2 separate regions of the Rattus norvegicus genome follow, and region 1 is linked to region 2. The links are chromatin contacts, called in public Hi-C maps. All regions are on one chromosome and are shown on one strand. The core of a region is the stretch at or near the end of the contact, and the rest is flanking DNA. Distances in the headings are between cores, read along the strand shown.

What was found. A called contact is a pair of places that touch in the nucleus more often than the background predicts.
Region 1: a contact with region 2 is called in a Hi-C map of hepatocytes, with 2.7 times the contacts expected there. The contact joins the enhancer-like site here to the promoter of Ankrd17 in region 2. A contact is called at or near these places in 4 of 12 Hi-C or Micro-C datasets (the A7r5 cell line, hepatocytes, liver and 1 more).

Annotation. Positions count from the first base shown.
Region 1 is chr14:18,164,343-18,167,919 of GRCr8, reverse strand. No RefSeq gene overlaps it. Among named protein-coding and RNA genes, the nearest start is that of Cox18, 16 kb to the right of the region's middle. Within about 2 kb of position 2,254, at least 4 of the 93 cell types and tissues checked have an H3K27ac peak or open chromatin away from gene starts, as enhancers often do. A contact at or near this core is called in hepatocytes and liver, where this site is marked.
Region 2 is chr14:18,007,150-18,010,767 of GRCr8, reverse strand. Ankrd17 (ankyrin repeat domain 17) reads right to left here and starts at 1,909. Exons shown (of 34, transcript NM_001401338.1): 1 at 1,427-1,909. The coding sequence starts at 1,774.

The DNA.
Region 1 (3,577 bases), core at 1,005-3,504, 160 kb before region 2:
TTGAAGATATTTTCTGGCCCTTTAAGTTGGGAATCTTCACTCTCTTCTATGCCTATTATTCTTAGGTTTGGTCTTTTCATTGTGTCCTGGATTTCCTGTATGTTTTGGGTTAAGAGCTTTTTGCTTTTTGCATTTTCTTTAACAGTTGTGTCGATGTTTTCTATGGTATCTTCTGCCCCTGAGATTCTCTCTTCTACCTCTTGTATTCTGTTAGTGATACTTGTGTCTCTGATTCCTGTTCTCTTTCCTGGGTTTTCTGTCTCCTTCTCTTTGTGATTTCTTTATTTTTTTTATTTCCATTTTTAGGTCCTGTATGGTTTTGTTCAAATCCTTCACCTCTTTGGTTGTGTTTTCCTGTAACTCTTTAAGGGTTTTTTTTTTTTTTTTTTTTTTTTTTTTTTTGTGTTTCCTCTTTAAGAGCTTCTACTTGTTTACCTGTGCTATCCTGTATTTCTTTAAGGGAGTTATTTATGTCCTTCTTAAAGTCCTCTATCATCATCATGAGCTGTGAATTTAAATCCAAATCTTGCTTTTCTGGTGTGTTGGGATAGCCAGTACTCACTGTGATGTGAGAATTGGGTTCTGATGGTGCCAGGTAGTCTTGTTTTCCGTTGCTTAGGTTATTGTGCTTGCCTCTTACCATCTGGTTGTCTCTGACTGGAGCTTATCCCTTCTTTGGACCTGTGAGCCTGTGATCTTAGGAGTGACAGCACTCCTGGGAGACCCGCTCTCTCTCGGCAGGTTTTGGGTCTGGAGGGCTGTGGAACAGCCTTAGCTCTGGGTGCAGGTGGAGACCAGAAGGCCTTTCCTGGTTTTTTTACAGATAGATTCCCATGCAGCCCAAAGTCACCTCCAATTCCTTGCGTAGCTAAGAATGAGATTGAACTCCTTATCCTCCTTCTATCCCTGCAAATGTCAGGCCTTCCAGTGGGAACCACTGGTTCTTACAATCTTTCACTCAACTCTTCTGCAGTATTTCCTGAGCTTGCGTTTTAGATGTAGTAACAGGGTATGGGCACACCACAGTCAGCTGTTCTTGAATCTTCACAACTTGCTGTAATGGTCTCCTGCTGCCAAAGGGAGCTTCTTTGATGAGGAGTAAGAGCTACCCTTATCTGCGAGTGAGCTTTTGGCTTCCAACTCTCCAGCCCTGAGATTCAGGTGCACCAGCACTCTTGGCTTAGTAACAAGGGGGTTTGTTGTTGTTCTCTCTCTCTCTCTCTCTCTCTCTCTCTCTCTCTCTCTCTCTCTCTCTCTGTGTGTGTGTGTGTGTGTGTGTGTATGTGTGTGAGACATATGTGTGTGGGTACCCCCAGATACCAAGAAAGTGTGCCCTTGAGGCTGGAGATACAAACAATTGTGAGCTGCCAGACTGGAATGGAGAGAAAACTCTGGTGCTCCGGAAGAAGAGTAATGCTCTTGACCACTGAGCGACCTCTCTAGCCCAGCTGTGAGTTGCTGAAATCCCAATATTCCCTGGATAGTTTCACTTTCCTACTGATATCAACTTTATGGACCCTAAACCCATGGGGGGAAAAAAAGAGATGAAGAAAAACGAAGCAAGTCCCCATGCTCACATCTGGTCTTCACATTGTCTCTCTCCATAGGAAGCACAAAAACTGGACTGTTCTCTACCTCTTACCTCTGCATCCCACAAAGCTAGCAAATTCACACATAGGTCATTGGTAGCCCCTGGGGGCACGAACTGTAGCCTGGGTCTCGTTTCAGTGAACTCATGAGGGTTAGTTCAAAATCCAATTGTTTCCTCTGTGCAGGCTACAAAACTGGTTAATCAAGTGAAATCGCTTATTGCTGGATGTTCTCTCTCTCTCTCTCTCTCTCTCTCTCTCTCTCTATCTATCTATCTATTTTATTGTATGTGTATTCTACATTTATGCATATGCTTTCATATAAACGGATGGGCACCAGCCACCATATGGGTCCTGGCAACCAAGTCTGAGTCCTCTGTAAGAACAGCATGTGCTCTTGACCACTGAGCTGTCCTTCCCGCCCTGCTAAAGCTTTCAAGGTGACATAGTAAGATAAACAAAGAGATGTGAAAATGGTCTATCCACCCACTGCACTTACCTGTCCCACTACCTCATGCGTTTACATGTCCTGGCTTCACGGACACAGTAAGAAAAGTGTAAACAGGACACAGTTTGACTGTTGGGCTATTGACAATGATGCCAATGTTGCGACTCCAGTAATTCCAGCAAGCCTTGATGAAAGTAAGACCATGCCCTTTGAACACGACACACAAAGCACCCGCCACAGGTTACATCAGATCCCGCTGGCTACAGTCGCTGCCAGGTAGGGACAAAGAGTGCCTTTCCAGAAAGTTCTTCTTTTGTGTGCCAAGCTCCTGTAATAAAAGATCTGGATGATGTTTTAATCATATACACATCTTGCTCTTGTAGCACCAACTGAAGTAATATAGTCCTAAAGTTCAAAGCCCTGTGTTTACTCAAGATAATGAGGCATGGAAAGTCAAGAGTGAGTTGATTATAAGAAGTTGCTGGAAGCTTCCTGGGCACAACTGAGTCCACAACTCAGGACTATGACTGATAAAAAGCCTTAGCCTTCTGGGCTGCAAGCAGCAGAATTTAGAAGGCAGCTCAGTTTGGCATAGGAGAGACTGGCTAGACACACTGCATTCCCAGTCTCTGGTCCCTTATTTATCACTCTCTAACAAGGGGTCTAATGTTACTTATTTAAATTCTTAGAGCTCACAGCTATATAATTAAAGAAGCAGCTGGTTATTAATTAAAAATTCCTACAAGCATAAAAATCGTAATTCGAAAGCGCACAATATAATAATACCCATAAGAAACATCTGTGTGTATAAAGGAAAAATAAAACAATAACAAGAAAAAAAAATGTCCTTTGTTTATTGAAAACTGGAAAATGCGTCATGGCGAGATTCTGTCGACCACTAGAGGGCAGTGTTGGGCTATTTGTCGAAAACAACCTGCATGGTGGTTGAAGTACCAAGAATTACAAGAATTATCTTTAGCCATTGACGTGCGTGCTGCAAGTCTCTCTCACCAGTGAGAGTCATCAAGGCTGAAAGAACAAAAGGTTCAAGGCTCAACCTGTTCTGCTTGCGCTGTTTACACGAGGGCCTGTTCTCAGTGATAGCATTTTTAGGTTACTCTTTAATTCACTATTTAAATTATCATGTATAGTCTTTAAAATCTACAGTTGCTAAAAGTAAATTAAGCTGGGCTTGGTGATGCTCACCTTTAATCCAAGCACTGAGAGACAGAGGCAGGAGGATCTCTATGAGTTCTGAGTCGAGTCATGGCTATACAGTAAGACCCTGTCTCCAGTTAATTTAGTTGGTTGGCTGACGTTGGTTGACGATAGTGTTGGGAGGGCACTTGAATCACACACACAGCCTAAGATCTTGGTTAAAGCCTAGGTAACTGTTATCTGGCTAACCTGCCGTTCTAAGGAAACTTTCTCGTATGTTCCTGCTGTAACTAGGAAACTTTCTAATGCCAAGATTGATTACATAGTCTGTTATGTTCCGTGCCCTTGGAAACCAATCACGATAGAAGTCATTAGAACTATT
Region 2 (3,618 bases), core at 660-3,159:
TACTCAGAACTTTTTCTATGTAGCTTCATCTAATCTAGGTTTAAAACACTTTTTTTGTCTTATTGCTAACAGGTGAGCCTCAAGTCCCTTTCCAAGGACTCTACTTAAACAGAACCTGGAAAGGAAGAAGAAAAGAAAATTAACTCAAAAGCAGACTTTTTCCGGGCTCTAGGTTTAGGAAAGGAAGTAAGTGGCAAGCAGTACTTGTGGATAATTCACTTAAGTCTTCTCTCCCAGAACAAAGTTTTAATCAACTTTTACAACTTCTTTCCTCTGCTGCCCCAAATTATTATTTCCTCCATCTTAGGGTGTTTAAAGCTTCCATTTCCTAGTATTGACAGGAGGGTTCCTTCTAAAAGAGCTAACAACTGGTAGGTCGTAGTTGGCTATCAGTATGGTTCATTAATCTTTTGGGTTAAAAGGAATAAGGTCCTACAACGCCGCCTGTCTGTAGACCCAGGAAAAACTATAAAGAGTTATGAAACCAGATCACTAGGACATAGGCCTCCCTGTCCCAATCACAATCAAACCTGGGTGCAAAGCAGACGCTTCTTCCCTACTTACTTGACAATAAATAAGTAAGGTTAACTAATTAATTAAATAAAAGAGGGACCTGGCTTGATTATTAAGGGAGAACCTGATGAAGCACTACATACACGCGTAGAGCACCAAACAAGAATTTTTATGTACTAAGCCATTTGTAAACGCATACGTATGGATGTAAGATCGGCTCATCCAAAATCTTTCATAAATCGAGTAAGTGATGATCACTTCAGCCACAAGCTGAAAGAAAGAAAGAAAGAAGGGAAGAAAGAGAGAGAGAGAGAGAGAGAGAGAGAGAGAGAGAGAGAGAAAAGCCCTGCAGCGAAAACAGTATGGAAAAGTACAGCTTCTCACGTGTCTCTCCCAGATACAAATACTTAGCTCCGAGTCCATTACAATCTTACCAGCCCTCCAGAATCGCTCTCCGCCGCCACCTTACACTGACAGAAAACTACCAACCTCGCAGTGGGTCCCCCAGAGACTCTCCTACCTATTATCTTACCCCTCCCGCTTTAGCTCCGCCCCCGCCCCGGGAATGAGGTGGCTGTACTGGCCCCGGAGAGACCACCCTCCTGCCCCAAAGTGCCACCCGGGAATCTAACCAATCCCTCCGCCCTGAACCCTGTGAAGAAGCATCCTAGGCTAACAAGCTCCTCAGCAACTCCGTGCACTCTCTGGTCCTCCCACCCCCACGTGTCAGCTACCCTCCCCCACATTCCCACACCTCACGACTCCAGGCCGAGCAAAGAAAGGGGGCAGGCGAAAGCCTGGTCCCCAAGGCAGATCTTAAGCCCCCGAGGGCTCCGTCCCACCGCAAGTCCCCTCCCACCTTAGGCCCTTCACGGTCCCTTCCGCCCTCCTCGAGGTGAAACCAGGCCCTTGCCTCAGAAACCTCCTCTTCCTCGTCGTCGTCGTCCTCCTCTTCCTCGCTGTTGTTGCTGCTGGTGCCGCCGCCGCCTCCTCCTCCGCCGCCGCCGCTGTTGTCGCTGTCGCTGCTGCTTTCGCTGCTGCTGGGGGGTCGGCAAGTCCGGTTCCGCTTGGCCTTGTGGTGCGGCTGCTGCGGTGGCTTCTTCTTCAGGAGCAGGTCGCAGACTCGCACCATCCCACGAGGAGACGAGGCCGAGCGAGCCCCGCCGCCGACCTCCGCCGCCGCGGGGGGGGCCGCCACTGCCGCCGCCGCCGGGGGGCTCCCTTCTCCCTCAGCCGCCGCCGGAACCGTCGCCTTCTCCATCCCCGCGGGAAGAGGGGGGGACGCGGACGGGGGAGGGGCGTGGGGGCTCCGCTCTACCGCGACTTCGGCCGCGCCGGGGCCGACACAGCGCTCCGGGCCGCCGCCGCCGCCGCCACCGCCTCGGTCACCTCTACTGCCGCCGCCGCCGCCGCTCCGCCAGCTCTCACCTCGTCTCGCGATACTAAGGGCGGGGAGCTTGGCGATGGGAGGGAGAGAGGGAGGGAGTGAGGGAGCGGGAGGGCGAGGGGGGGCGAGGCGGAGCGCGAACGCCGTGCCCGGGAAAGCGGAGCAGGCGTCCGGAAGGAGCCGCTGGGGAAGTGCGCCTAGAATGGCTTCCCTGGGGAAACCGAGTCTGAGCGGGGACCGCAAGCAGGGGCCGCGGGAGGGCGGGCGGGCGAGCAAGCGAACGAGCGAGTGCCTGGATGGCTTGTCTTCTCCGCGTTACTTCCCCCACACACAGCCCTGCAGCCCTCCCTCCTTCCTTCCTGGCTTCTGATTAGAACGCAGCCGCAGGCGGAAGCGCGAGTGACGCCATCAGCCGGCGCCCCGGCGGCCGCGCGAGGATCTCTGCCTGCTTCTCCAAAGTGCAGACTCCAGGGCCGCGGAGTAGGGTCCCCCACGAGCGTGCGGGGGTGCAGGGAAGCGGGGGCAGTGGGATGGAGAGCAGCGGGCCGGGGCTGAGTGGGAGGCGAGCGCGGAAGCGTGGGGCAGCTGTGCGAGCAGGAGGCCTGGCCTCCAGATCCGGGAGGTGGGGCCTCGCCCCGGACCTCCTGGACGGACTTTCCTGCCTGGCCATTTTCTCCACCGCCTAAGCCAGAGGGCTTTGGATCTCCGGAGAGAAACTTCGTGAAAGGAGAGAGAGAGACTCCTGCCAGGTCCAAAAGAAAACTGTTTCCCCTCAACCGTACCTTGGAGCGATTCTGTCCTCACTTGATAAAACTCTTGCCAGAGTTGTCTCGGACTGCCTAAACCTGACTTTTACACCTTTGTAATATGCAGGAATTGAGTAGTGAAGTTTAAGACCATACGGTTCCGAAGAGGTGGATGGGGGAGCGGTGCCAGCATTGTATGCATTTCTGGGTCTGGGTTCTGAGATCATTTTAAGTACCTGGAGAACTTGCAGACAGATTGAAATGTAGCTTTCTTCTTGAAACAGTGTAGCTCAGGCTAGCCTTGAACTGGCGATTTTCCTGAGATGATATTAGGTCTGCACACCACCACGTCATGTTTATGTAGCTTATTGAACTCAGAATTAGCCACTTCTGGTCTAGTACGAGTAGTGGCATAAGGAAAATAAAGCAAACATCAAAGACAGATGTACTGGCACAAGATAAAAAAGTGCCTCAACTGACAGAGTTGCCATTTTAAGACTTCTAAGTTTAGCTGAGTGCCTGATTTTTTTTTATTTTTTGCATTTTCTTTTTAGTACTGGCATACCATATGAAATGTGGGCAGTTGCCAGTACGCTACAGAGTACCACAGAAGAATTGGTGATGACTAAATCAATTCATTCAAGCAAAAATTCATTATGTGCCTACTGTGTGTGTGATCTATGAAATCAGAGTCTGTGTTCCCAGGGGCTTCTCTGTGTACTGTGTGCAATAGCAAATATACAAAGTGCCTGCCTTTTTGCTGAGTTCCGCTATACAACATTGTACAGAACACTGTATTATGTATCTTGGTTCCAGTGGGATCTTGGCCATTTTCTATATTCCTCAGCACCTTTGTGTCACTTTCCACCTGAATACCTTTTGCAATCTTTGAATGCCAGCCCCATTTCATTATGACTGACTTTGAATTTCACAAGAAGACTGAGACCACTGATACAAATTCCTTTGATTTTC